Regions from separate parts of the Zea mays genome. Here region 1 is linked to region 2. Evidence: chromatin contacts called from public Hi-C data. All regions are on one chromosome and are shown on one strand. Each heading gives the region's core, a stretch centred on a gene start, on an enhancer-like site or on the middle of the called end of the contact. The rest is flanking DNA. Distances are from core to core; before and after follow the strand shown. Region 1 overlaps LOC103640720 (putative disease resistance protein RGA1). Region 2 holds the start of LOC100502485.

Region 1 (6,373 bases), core at 2,403-4,902, 260 kb after region 2:
CGTCCTCTTGCTTCCGTAAGGGGGCTGAGAGCCGCCGTCGTTAGGGAGCGTGCGAGGCGCCATCATTGCCTATCTGGCGGAGCGAGCCAGATGGGACGCCGGTCTTGTTCCCCGTAGCCTGAGTCAGCTTGGGGTAGGGTAATGATGGCGCCTCCTGTCGACGTGGTCGGTCCGCGCCCTAGGTTGGGCGATGTGGAGGCTCCTCCGAGGTCGAGGTCGAGTCTGTCTTCCGTGGCCGTGGTCGAGTCCGAGCCCCTGGGTCGGGCGAGGCGGAGACCGTCGGCTGAGGCCAGGGCTGAGTCCGAGCCCTGGGGTCGGGCGAAGCGGAGTTCGTCGTCTTCTGGGGCTGAGCCCAAATCCGAGCCCTAGGTCGGGCGGAGCGGAGTTCGTCGTCTTCTGGGGCTGAGCCCAAGTCCGAGCACTGGGTCGGGCGAGGCGGAGTTCGTCGTCTTCCGGGGCAGAGCCCGAGTCCGAGCCCTGGGGTCGGGCGAGGCGGAGTTCGTCGTCTTCCGGGGCAGAGCCCGAGTCCGAGCCCTGGGGTCGGGCGAGGCGGAGTTCGTCGTCTTCCGGGGCTGAGCCCGAGTCCGAGCCATGGGGTCGGGCGAGGCGGAGTTCGTCGTCTTCCGGAGCTGAGCCCGAGTCCGAGCCCTGGGGTCGGGCGAGGCGGAGCTTCCTATGGCGCTCGAGGCCGGACTTGGCTGCTGTCAGCCTCACTCTGTCGAGTGGCACAACAGTCGGAGCGGCGCAGGCGGCGCTGTCCTCTTGTCAGGCCGGTCAGTGGAGCGGCAAAGTGACTGCGGTCACTTCGGCTCTGTCGACTGAAGGGCGCGCGTCAGGATAAGGTGTCAGGCCACCTTTGCATTAAATGCTCCTGCGATACGGTCGGTCGGCGTGGCGACTTGGCCAAGGTTGCTTCTTGGCAAAGACTGGGCCTCGATCGAACCGAAGGTGTGTCCGTTGCTCGAGGGGGTCCTCGGGCGAGACGTAAATCCTCCGGGGTCGGCTGCCCTTGCCCGAGGCTGGGCTCGGGCGAGGCGAGGTCGTGTCCCTTGAGTGGACCGAGCCTTGACTTAATTGTACCCATCAGACCTTTGCAGCTTTGTGCTGATGAGGGTTACCAGCTGAGATTAGGAGTCTTGAGGGTACCCCTAATTATGGTCCCCGACAATATGAAAGTGTGGAATGAAGTGTGGTTTTAATAAATATATGGGCCTTTTCGTGCCTCTATATGGGCCTTTTCGTGCCTGCCTTAAACGGGCCGTGCTCGTGCCCGCCCATGGGTCGTGACCTCGGCACAAACCCGGCCCGATATAACGGGTCGTGCCGGCCCGACACTAAATTATTTCGGGTCGTGCCGTGCTTGGGCCGTGCTTTTTTTCCGTGCTTCGGGCCGGCCCATCAGGCCCGGCCCAAATGTACACCTATACCTGTACCCACAAGTCGTGTTACCCATCTGCCAAGTGATCGCGACTCCCATACACCTCTACCAAGGAAGCGAGGCAGGGCAACAATACGAGACCTTTACAAAGTTCCACTAGCTTCCAAAAACCCGCTATAGTTTATGGGAAGAGCACTTGCAATCCCCCGTTTGACCGCCATCGCAGCAAAATCAACCCGAGAACCTCCTTGCATGCAACTCCCCTACTGCCCTTGCCCCTTTCGGGTAAGATAGTCTTCCACTAGCTTTCCTAATTAGTCAGCCAAGGGCGTCCCATTCCACCTTGTGGCGGCACGTGTTTCTCAAGTTAAGCTCCATGTTCCAATTAACATTAATGATCTTGACATGAACATAAATAGAATAACAAAATAATTGGAAAATGGATATAATGAAATATTATCCCAAAACCATGTAAAGCAATAGCAAAACTACCTAAGTGATTCAGGGATAACAAGGTAAAATGGATAAACAGACTAGGGTGACCTATTGGGTCCCATCAAAATTAAACCTATACATGAATAATGACATTAAAGAATATTATTGGGTATAAACGTGGTCAACGGCACAACTTGCCTCGGACTTGACATTCTAGTTAACAGGGTGATTCTTCAGATCCTCATGACCTCACTGCTAGTCGTAGCAATACAAACAAACATGGTATATACAAAATTAACATCACAACAAACATAAGAAAAAACTGAATAATAATGATCTACGCGAAGCTACGAGATCGTGAGAACGAGAACCACTAAAATCGGAGTTACGGTTAAGGAGTTATGATTTTTATAAAAGATCTATGTGATTTAAATATTAAACCATATTATAATTTGGTTAGTATAGATATATGAAAGGTCATTCTATAAATAATTATCTCAACTTAAATCTAAGTTAGAAATTGATCATAGATCATATTTTAGTAGATTATAATGCTAAGCACATTAACAAGTCTAACCAACATAAATTAAATAAAGATCTAAATAGAAAAGAATGAGACATGGTATACTCAATATTGTTACTGCGTAGTAAATACTTATATAAAACTAACGCAACTGGAATGAATCAAATCGGAATTCAAACGGAGGAGCTACGAATTTCCTAGGTTTTATGTACTTGATATAAGATTAATTAGGAAATAAATTTAAAGTGGATTTCATGTCAAATCAGTATCACTATTTGATAAACAATAATATTATAAAATTATAGGAATTGGAATGAATTAACTTGAGCTAGAATGGATTTTCTATGAATTAACTAAATTTCTGGAATTATTTTAACACTAAAAATCATTTTCTAATTGACTTTCTGAATTTCCTATGATTCTGGACCGCGCCGCATATTTTCTAAAAGATCAGGGGTCAGATTAAAACAAAAAGGACTCAGTTGTAATGATCTGTATATTATTGAGGATGACGGGTTGGTTTCCCCAAAACCCAGGGGCTTATTTGCCAAATTGCTCGGCTGAAGGGGTATCCAAACGTTTGGGCCGTTGGATCCATGTCCGATGGTTCGGATTAGATTGGGCGCTTTATGAACCGGTACGTGTGATTGACCGCACGATCATGATCCAGTGGTCTAGATCTTATCAATCCAAGTCTAATCGCACACGTTCACAGCCAATCCAAGGGACGTGGATCACCAAGCCGAATCGCTACATCCCCTCTAATCTCCATCGTTCCCGTGCAATCTGACGGCTATCCACGCATCTCACTCCGGCGAGAGTTGGCAGCCGCGCCGCCGGTCCCCTTGACGGCGACCTCACCGGAGACGTTCGAATTAACGCCACAAAGCGCAAAAACTTAATCAAGAACTGCTACGCGATGACTAGAGGACGGTGAGTTGAGTGGAGGATCATACCGGGCTTTCGGGGCAATGGACAGATTGGTTCACGGCGATAGAAGGCTTCTCGGCGGCGGAGAGCGTGGTTGAGGAACCCCACGGCCTCCCAGCTTTAGATCCCGAGTGCCCAAACCCGCACGGACACGGTACGGCACGGTGATTCCCCACGCAGTCTGCTGGCGCCCGGTGTCTGCATGGACGGCGGATGGTCGACGGCGGCCTGTTGTCCCGTATGGTGATGTCCGCCGGCGGCACAAATTCGCGCGATGTGGACAAGGGTGTATGCGGTTAAGGGGGGGTGGAATAACCAGGCGCAGGTCTTATAACCGCGGCGCAGCTGGTGGTCCGGCTGCCGTCACCGAACTACGCGGATTCGGCGGTTAAGGGCGGGCCCGCATAACAGGGTCGCGGCGCGCAGAGGCTAGTGGGCCTCGCGGACGAGGGAGCGAGGTGGGCTAGAAGCGAAAATGAGCCCAGGTGCACGTTTACACTTTTCTTTTTATTTTTCTGTTTTCTTTTTATTTTTGCTTCTCAAATTTAAATTCAGTTTCGGTTGTGAGATTTATACTTGAGTTAAATGCCTACATTCAAATATCATTAGGGATAGAATATTTTATTCATATATATTTTCTTTATATTTATTTAGCACTTCCCTTCTCCTTTTACACCATTTGTTTTCTTTATATTTCCTAAGTGGTAAATTTGGTCTTAATTGCAAATTTGTGCACTAACATGTTTTCCATTAATATTATATTTATTATTTATAGATGCAACAACACATAAACTCCAACATGGCGCACATTTTATTTGAAGAATTATTTACTTTAAATAGGTTTCTTAATAGTTCTCATGAATGAAGATGCATTACACGTAAAGGTTTATTCCTCTTTTTCATATTCCAAAGTTGGATATTACAGTTGCGTTCCGTGTAATAGTGGCTCCTTTGAATGCAGTTTTGGCTGATCATGCTGGAATACAATTCCCATCTGGGGCTATGTTCGGTTAGCTCGTTCCCGGGCGGGATCAAGAACATATCCTCGTGGATCGCTTACGCCTGGAAAGAATCCTGGCTCACAAGAAAATATGCGTTCGGTTAAGCCCCACCTGAACTGCACCTCGGTTGATCCCGTTCATTTCTCGTCGCCCTCGTCTGGGAATGACGCCCGATCCTTGGTGGGTGGAAAATATCCCGGGCGCATGCGAAGGAACGGTGGGGCTTGCTAAAAAACGTTTCTGGTTACATCTACTCCCGAAGGGAGTATTTAGGGACTGTTTGGTTCACTTTTTTCTGACCAGTTTTTTTTTTAGAATCTAGCTGTGAAGAGAGTCAGAGGTAGATCTAGGGGGTTTGTCGGGGTCAACCGACCCCGATAAAATTTATAAATCCTTTAGCAAAACACCATTAAAGTTCAAAACAATTATATTATATAGGAAAACTAACTCTGATTACCGCGACAATATTCTAGGCTAGATTCTCCACTGGGGCGATTTTTGCGGTGGAGAGAATCTAAGTATCGTTGTGATTACGTGCGGAGGAAGACAAAGGTATCTATAGGGTTCAGGATCTAGAAAGTGACGGATTCTTACTATTGCAATGACTCAACCGATTATACGTTTATGTTAATTTTAGATGTTTTTTACCAAATCAATTTTTATAGAAGCTGACTGAAAAGTTGATCGTTTGACAGTCTATGTTTGACAGTCTATAGTAGATTTTGTTGGCAAGAAGAAAAAAAAGCTGGTGGCCAAAAAAAAAACTAAAACAAACAGGGCCTTAGATGATTGAGTGGTGCAACTGAACGTTTGTTATATAAATTTAGTAATAGTGCTACCGAGTTGCATCCATATATTTTGGAAAAAGTCTACATAACCTCCTGAACTATGGATGGTGTCCACTTCACCTCCTCACCTATAAAACCACTAGGTATTCTATTCTTAAGGGCTAGTTTGACAACACCAATTTTTTAAGAGATTCTCATTTTCCCAAGAAAAAAATGAACTAATTCTTTGGAAAAATGAAAATCCCTTGAAAAAAGTTGCCAAATTAGCCCTAAACTATTAAAATTAGTCCAAATAACCTTCCGAAGCGGTTTCACTGATATGTCATTTTGAAAAGTCTACATAACTCTCTAATATATCAAGGATCTATATTGTTAGCAGAATCGGTAGACAAAACAAAGTAGATCAACCAACAAAATACAGAGCACGACACAGATTTACGTGGAAACCCTTCAATGCAAAAGGAAAAACATAGGCACCAACCAAGCGAAACCTTCACTATAATATGGAATGTTTACAGAACGTAGTCTTGCAAGAGGAGTAAAACTAATGACGCAGTAGAAACCCTAATTAGGGTCAACAATATATTTTTGAGCTCAGGTCAAACCCCATCTATAACCATATTCATTTGATTATGCTAATCAGTTTTTAAGGCCTGCTACCAACCTGTTCTACACTATTGTCACAACTATGAAAATGTGGCATAAACACCCAAATTCAATGCAGTACAAGGCCACCGTCGACAGTGAGGGTGCTACCTTTACAATATATCACTGGTATGAATTCCATGAACTTAGATTTGGATACCAAAATTAATTCTCGGAAAAATGAACTTGATTCATTCAGCGACAAGGGATTGATCATTCTTGGTGATAAACTCGGCAGAATTCTGCTCAGCCCATACAGCTGCGTCAGGTACCCCGTACGTACAACAGTCAGCAATAGACCATGGAATTAAAGTACGTACAAGTTGAAAAAACTGAGTCACCTGTCTTGGGCTAGCCCTGTTCTCTGGATTGGCTGGTTGGAAAAGCCCATATTCAGACCTACAATTGTAGGCAGATAAGTAATGAGCATTGAGCGCTACACAACAACCAGATAGTATGGTACAATATGTTGTGTTTCTAATATGATTTGGCCAGGCATATGCATCAAGATTAAGCATCAGAATTGCAGAAACCAAAAGGTGCATACTGTTTCTGCAGCAGAAGTGGGCGGCATAAACAATGTAGGGCCCCCATAAATGCAGAGCCTATTATGGACGCAGGTAGCTGGCCTGGGTGCTAAGTACCTGAAACGAGAAGAAAATGGTTATTTAAC
Region 2 (7,230 bases), core at 1,603-4,102:
TGAAATTGTTCGCTTGCATGGTGTGCCCAACACAATCGTTTCTGATCGTGATGCTAAATTTCTTAGTCATTTTTGGAGGACTTTGTGGGCAAAATTGGGGACTAAGCTTTTATTTTCTACTACATGTCATCCTCAAACTGATGGTCAAACTGAAGTTGTGAATAGAACTTTGTCTACTATGTTAAGGGCAGTTCTAAAGAAGAATATTAAGATGTGGGAGGACTGTTTGCCTCATGTTGAATTTGCTTATAATCGATCATTGCATTCTACTACAAAGATGTGCCCATTTCAGATTGTATATGGTTTGTTGCCTCGTGCTCCTATTGATTTAATGCCTTTGCCATCTTCTGAAAAACTAAATTTTGATGCTACTAGGCGTGCTGAATTGATGTTAAAACTGCATGAAACTACTAAAGAAAACATAGAGCGTATGAATGCTAGATATAAGTTTGCTAGTGATAAAGGTAGAAAGGAAATAAATTTTGAACCTGGAGATTTAGTTTGGTTGCATTTGAGAAAGGAAAGGTTTCCTGAATTACGAAAATCTAAATTGTTGCCTCGAGCCGATGGACCGTTTAAAGTGCTAGAGAAAATTAACGACAATGCATATAGGCTAGATCTGCCTGCAGACTTTGGGGTTAGCCCCACATTTAACATTGCAGATTTAAAGCCCTACTTGGGAGAGGAAGTTGAGCTTGAGTCGAGGACGACTCAAATGCAAGAAGGGGAGAATGATGAAGACATCCACACTACTGATGCATCTATACCAATACAAGTACCAATTTCTGGTCCCATTACTCGCGCTCGTGCTCGTCAACTCAACCATCAGGTGATTACACTCTTGAGTTCATGTCCATCATATTTAGACCATGGAGACCCGTGCACTCTTGTTTTGCTTAGGAATCAGGGAGAAGACCGAAAGGGAAAAGGATTTGAACATGCTGGATTCGGACTGCAGAAGAACACCAACTTGTGACGGTCACCACGGTCAGATGCGGGCTCGGATTGGAATGTTCAAGCACAACATGGAAAGCTTATCAAGTCTACTTTCATATGGATCCGGAATTATAGTCATATCTGTTCTGAGGCCGCCGTAATCATTGTTTTCTTACCGAGACATTTCCTGCCTTTTCTGCCTATGGTGCTGCGTCACCCTATTTTGGCCCAATGGGTCGTATATCAAGTTAGGTCCATTAGGGACGCATCCTAGGGTTGCAGCACGACCCCAATACCCTTGTGGTCGTCCTCCCATGTTTATAAACCCCCTAGCCGCCACCAAGAACAGCGGGTTTTGTTTAGATCAAGTTTAGCTCTCGCTACTTGCTTGCAAGCGCGCGTGCTAGTTCAGCCGCCCGTCTTCTTGTCTTCGGAACCCCACCATATTGGAGTTTGATTTTTAAACCTACATTTAGATCTGGTAATTCAGTACTTGTTCTACTTGTTCTTGCTAGTTCTTCGATTGCTTGCAGGACGAGTGCCCTAGTGGCCAGGGTGTCACGCTCCACAAGATCGTGACAGCCATAGGAGGTGGTGTATCGGTTGCTAAGGCGCAGCGTCTTTGGAAGGCTGTAGTCGGGCCGTGAACGTCGTCTCCTCCCCCAATCGAGTTATTCCACACCCTCTCATCGAAAGATCGGGCAATCACCCAACGGGTGCACATCACAAGGAATTCTCCTGGTTCTATGCCTGCTGCTGAACTATCATTTTGCTACTCTCCACCTTGTACTAGGCCTTCGGCTCTAAATCGATGAACTGACTCCAAATTTTGCTAGCTCTAAATGATTAATAGCCTAGACTGGTGCAAAACTAAAACCTTACTGTGGCAGTGAAAGGCATTCTGTTAGGGTGGAATATTATTTTGATCATTAATTATGTGTTAGTTTTGGTAGGTGTCATGCAGAGGAGCATAATACGACACAGAAGGACATGCATCCTGCCATCACAACACAGAAGCATGTGTTCCAATCTGCGGTTACGTGCAATAACTGTAACCTTCTAGGGTAAAATAAACCAGCAACACTAATAATATAGCCGCACGCATGCACTAGTTCCATTTTTTGTTGGAATCAGATGCATTTATTATTTAAGGGTGTTTGTTTGGGATTATAATCTGCCCAGATTATATAATCCAACAATTTTTAAATAGTTCAAAAATTGTTGGATTATATAATCTGGGCAGATTATAATCCCAAACAAACACCCCTTATTGGTGTACAGAGTATCACTTTAATAATTGTTGCAGATTTCATTCTTCCAATGTTTTGTTTATAGTGGACAGTAACTATGCTCCCTTTTTTCTACAGCCACTTTGCAGCAGAGTGCACCTCAAAAGCAATTTGCTAGAACTGCAAAGAGCCTGAGCACATTGCTACCGAGTGCAAGGATGAGGCACTGTGCCACACCTGCATCAAAATAGGTCACTTGGCATGCGATTGCTCTACTTCATGGGCTAACATTTGATAGTTAGAGATTTTGTCGCGCGGTTTGGCATTTGTCATAGTTTGGGATATTTCTATATATTAAAGCTGGACACAAAGCTTACACCATATGTGTCCACGTCGTCTTCTATTTTCCAGAACGCACGATCACATTTCAACGGCAGAAAACGTTTTGTGTTTCCTTTGCCGTAGCTGTCACCGGCTGAACGTGCGACTCAGTCATGGAGTATTCTGGAACCCGAGCATCGCTTCCTCTGCTACAAAGAAAGAAAGAAAAAAGTCCCCTTCTCTACGCTACGACAAAGTGATATGGCCCGTGGTGAAGGACAGAAGGAAGGCAACGACATCGATGCCGACGCTCGCCCTACCGTGTCCTCATCCATGGGCCTCCTCGGACTGTCTCCGTTGGTGCCTGCCGCCAGCTGCGGCGAGTTCGCCGGCTCCCAAGTGGCGTTACTCAGTGTCGGAGTCGGACCCAGCATCCGCGATGAAGAACATCAATTCCAAGAATGTGAAGGCGACCACAACGGTAAAAGACCTTCAAGTCTACTGTCCAGGTGCGTGCACTCTGTCTGTGCTCGAGCTCGAATCGTTTTCTAGGACATCTCGGTACTAATTTCATTCTATCAATGTCTATCCAATTAGAAGAGCAGATGGTCCATATTTATTTATATATATTAAAAATTATTATCAAATAAATAAAGTTACTCTGTTTGTGCTAAGGTAGCTGCTGATTCAGGATTCATCACTCATTGTTATAGTACACGCGCAAGGCACGCGGACTTTACTAGTTTCTATATATTAAACGCGACCGCAAAGCTCACTCCTCGAACTGTCCACGTTAGTGTTTTTAATTTCAGCCGTTCGATTCTCGTCCAACGACTACAGCCATATTTCAGCCAGCGTACAGATACGGATGCCTTTTCGGCTCCTCCAAGCGACGGGAGAGTTCTGGAGGTTGCGACGAGGAGCCTCCGTCACACTCGACGAAAGCCAAAGCAAGTGTAGCCGCAAGGATGCGCTGATGCGCCGTCTGCTGCTGCTGGTGGCTGGTTCCACCCTGGCGTCGCGGCTGCGGGCGTCTTCCAAGTGCGCCACAAGTTCCCCGCCGGAGTTGAAGGGGGCGCCGGTGCCAACACCAACGCCCTTCGTGCCCACGACGGCCGCCGCCACAGCTGTCGACCTCCCGCTCGGCGGCCTCGACCTCCCCACTAACACAAGGTACATGTCGGCCCTCGCTAGCTTCTTTATTTTTTTCAGACTTGATTTAGCTTCTTTACTTTGGAAGATTTATCTGTGGGTGTCCTTGATTTGGTTGGGGGCTTTTTCGTCGCTGTAGAAATGTATGCATGTTCTTAGAATATGCACCTTCCATTCTACATTTCTACTACGTAAATTACCATGTAAATGGATGACCGATCGTTTACTGAGAAGGAAAATAAGCAAGAGTATTTTGCTTACATAAATTACCATACGGAATTACGGATGGCCGTTAGCTAATCTAAAGTAAGAGTATTTTGCTCTTCTTTTTGTGCACCTTTTTCTCCCCTCTCAGGTGTTTGGATGGATGCATGATGCATCCCTCTTTCTTGCCACCCTCCTACATGTCGGTCCACTGTTTTTCAGAGTTCACTCTTTTGAAAAAAGGTATAATCAACGTATTCCTCTACACTTTTTCATCCATGCAACTTTTTTAATGTATGTACGTGCTATGCATATTATCAATATAATAATAAGTAGAACTTAAATGCATCTAATACACATAAGAAAACTTTCAGCTTTAAGTTGGTCCATTGTACAGAAACGACACAACTAATTTTTCAGAGTTCATCCTTTTGAAAAAAGGTATAATCAAAATATTCCTCTATACCTTTTCATCCATGCACTTTTTTAGAGATCCAACACTTATAAAAATACCATATAATTTAAAAATGAGTATATTTTATAGAATTTAGGGCACCAACAAAACATTCTGTTCCAACAGTAAAGTCTCAAGTCTAGATTATAGGGCAGCCCACTCTAGTGTAATATATTTGAGACACTTGAGAGAGTGTCCTATAATTTTTTGACCAATTTTTATAAAATGAGACACTGTTCAAGTAGTTTTTCCTACATAAAGTCTCATATTTCAATTTGAGTCATTGTTGGAGATGGTCTTAGTGTCTGTACGTGCTATACATATTATCAATAATAATAATAATAATAATAATAATAATAACAACAACAATAATAATAATAATAATAATAATAATAATAATAATAATAATAATAATAATAATAATAATAATTTGAACCCAAATGCATCTAATACACATAAAATAATATCAGCTTTAATTGTACTACACTTAAGATCGTTGACCTGCAACTTTGGATGTTGTCTCTGTGTGTATATTTATGTGTATACGCATCATTGTCTTCCTTTGTTCCCACTCTACCTCAAGATAAATATCACAAATCTAATTTGGTCCTTCTTAGTTGTGTAGCTTCAGAAACTCATTACATTTTTTTCGAACTTATCGTTATTTTATAGTCACTAAGATCATTATTTATGGCTTTGGTGCATGTATATATCCACTTCTCTACGTGTATGTATTCATATATAATTTTACTTCTGTATATCTACTACATAGATCTTTTAACTGTGCAGACATATCGATCAAATACTCGCGCTCGCGTTGGCGCGAGTTAGTTACTAGTTTCCAAAATACTACAGAAAAAGACAAGATAATATGCGTGTCGTTATTTTGTTTGTGATTGCCTTCCTTTATCTGAATATTTCGCATTAATAATAAATGGTTCCCTTTAATGTACAATACAATTTGAGATGATCTTGTACATTAGTGATTGGTACGGCGCTCGATAGGGCGCACCCTTTTCTAGTATAATAATAAAGACATGTACATTCGAAAGCTCTTAGTTGACATGAAATAATATCATATATAAAATTCGGAAATGATCAACCCATTTGATAGACACGCTGTTTATCTATTTATAGGGATCGAGCTCCTAATCTCATATACAATTATAGTAATGCTTCACTACATTTCCGATTTTTCACTATACAGTCATGCCGCACACGTCTTCCGTCTTCTCTAGCTCAAGGATTTTTTTGAACGCCGCTTTTAAACAAAGGTCCTTGCAATTCTTTTATACATAATCTATAACTAGCTGAATGCCCGTGCGTTGCAACGGGAATATATAATATCAGTATATTACGATAACTTATATACAAAATGTGTGTTATATTGTTATGAGAAAATGTTTCATAATCAATTTGTGATCCTAGCCATATATAAATTTGGTTATTTTAATCTAGTTATTTTACCACTACATTGCAACCATCAGTATCATGCAGACTTCGATATATGCCACGATTTGTATGGTCTCATCATTGGAGAGCACGTTCCACACATGCCGGAAAAATTCTCTCGTACATCATTAGTCATCAGACACGCACCACCATATGCTCTTGCTTAAACAAAAAGGTAAGTGTGTATGTGTTTGCGAAGAGAATTAAAGGCAGGCCGACACAAAAGCTACCCTGACGGTGGCGAGGATGACGAACTGGTCACTGTTGTCGATCCTCCTCTGTGTCACCTCCGGCGCCAAGATGACGCCACAATCCTTGATATAGTAGTCATCGAACGCACGCGACATGACGAGTACCGATGACTCTTGGTTGGGCTGCCAAACGAAGTGCACCCCGGTCTCATCAGCGAGGTAGTACCCCTGGCCGTTGCACCACCAAATGCGCTATTCCACTACATACATCATGTTCGAGGACACTCACACAACGTCAGCAACGTCCATCTTCCCAGCGCACAAGAATTCATGTCCGGTCAGTAGCGACTTACGTGGCAGGTTGGGCTTTAGGTGGACGATGAGCTGGACGGCGTGATGGCGTCGTCGTCGGATGCGGTGTCCAGAACAACCCGAGAGTCATCGATGTTGGCGACAACCATGAGCCCCCCCTGCTTAACGATGGACAACGTGGTGCAGCTGCTCTGGACCGCGTCCAAGCGACGGCTTCGCGGGAACTTGTCGTACACAGCAGCGCATGCGACCACGTAAGACTGCTTTTAGAGATCGAACTGACAGTCGCCAAGCTTCTTCTCGTCATCGATGAGCGATGACAACGCGAGTGCCTCCTGCTCATGGAGTTTGTTCGGGGTTTGAAGTAGGAAACATGGATTCATGCTTGGCGTTGGTTTATGAAAATGACTCACAAGTCTGATCCATGGAAAAAAATATTACGAAGAAAAAATGTCACACATGCAAAAAAAGGGAATTTAAGTATAATGCATTATTCAAACAAAAGAAATAGCATGCAAACTCTTCTTTAAATAATATTACCTCCATCCAAAAATATAATTCAAGAATCTCGGTGATACTTATCTACTACTACGCATTGTACAATGGTAGCATGTGAGCTTGGAGAGAGATGTAGTAGATGTGTTTCCTGTCATAGATGTAGACATAAACACATATAGGTGGGTGCCCGTCCGTTGCAACAGAAATATTTAATATCATGATAACTTATGAACAAATGTGTGTTATACTGTTATGTGAAAATGTTTCGTAACTAATTTGTGATCCTAGCTATACATAAAATTTGTTATTTCAATCTAACTATTTCATCATTACATTGCAACCAACAGTACCGTGCAGACTTCTATACATGATAGCTGAATGCCCGTGCGTTGCAACGGGAATATATAATACCAGTATACTACGATAACTTATATACAAAATATGTGTTATACCGTTATGAGAAAATGTTTCATAATCAATT

What was found. Hi-C and Micro-C count contacts between places; a contact is called where the count stands out from the background.
Region 1: a contact with region 2 is called in a Hi-C map of tassel, with 5 times the contacts expected there. The contact joins the enhancer-like site here to the promoter of LOC100502485 in region 2. A contact is called at or near these places in 3 of 25 Hi-C or Micro-C datasets (ear, endosperm and tassel).

What each region holds. Positions count from the first base shown.
Region 1 is chr10:3,520,804-3,527,176 of Zm-B73-REFERENCE-NAM-5.0, forward strand. LOC103640720 (putative disease resistance protein RGA1) reads right to left here. Exons shown (of 5, transcript XM_008664208.2): 3 at 6,248-6,344; 4 at 6,042-6,099; 5 at 5,526-5,959. Among protein-coding and RNA genes, the nearest start is that of LOC103640719, 8.5 kb to the right of the region's middle. Within about 2 kb of position 3,653, at least 18 of the 20 cell types and tissues checked have an H3K27ac peak or open chromatin away from gene starts, as enhancers often do. A contact at or near this core is called in ear and tassel, where this site is marked.
Region 2 is chr10:3,262,517-3,269,746 of Zm-B73-REFERENCE-NAM-5.0, forward strand. LOC100502485 reads left to right here and starts at 2,853. Exons shown (of 3, transcript NM_001196963.1): 1 at 2,853-2,995; 2 at 3,338-3,659; 3 at 3,994-5,162. The coding sequence starts at 2,926. The coding sequence ends at 4,135.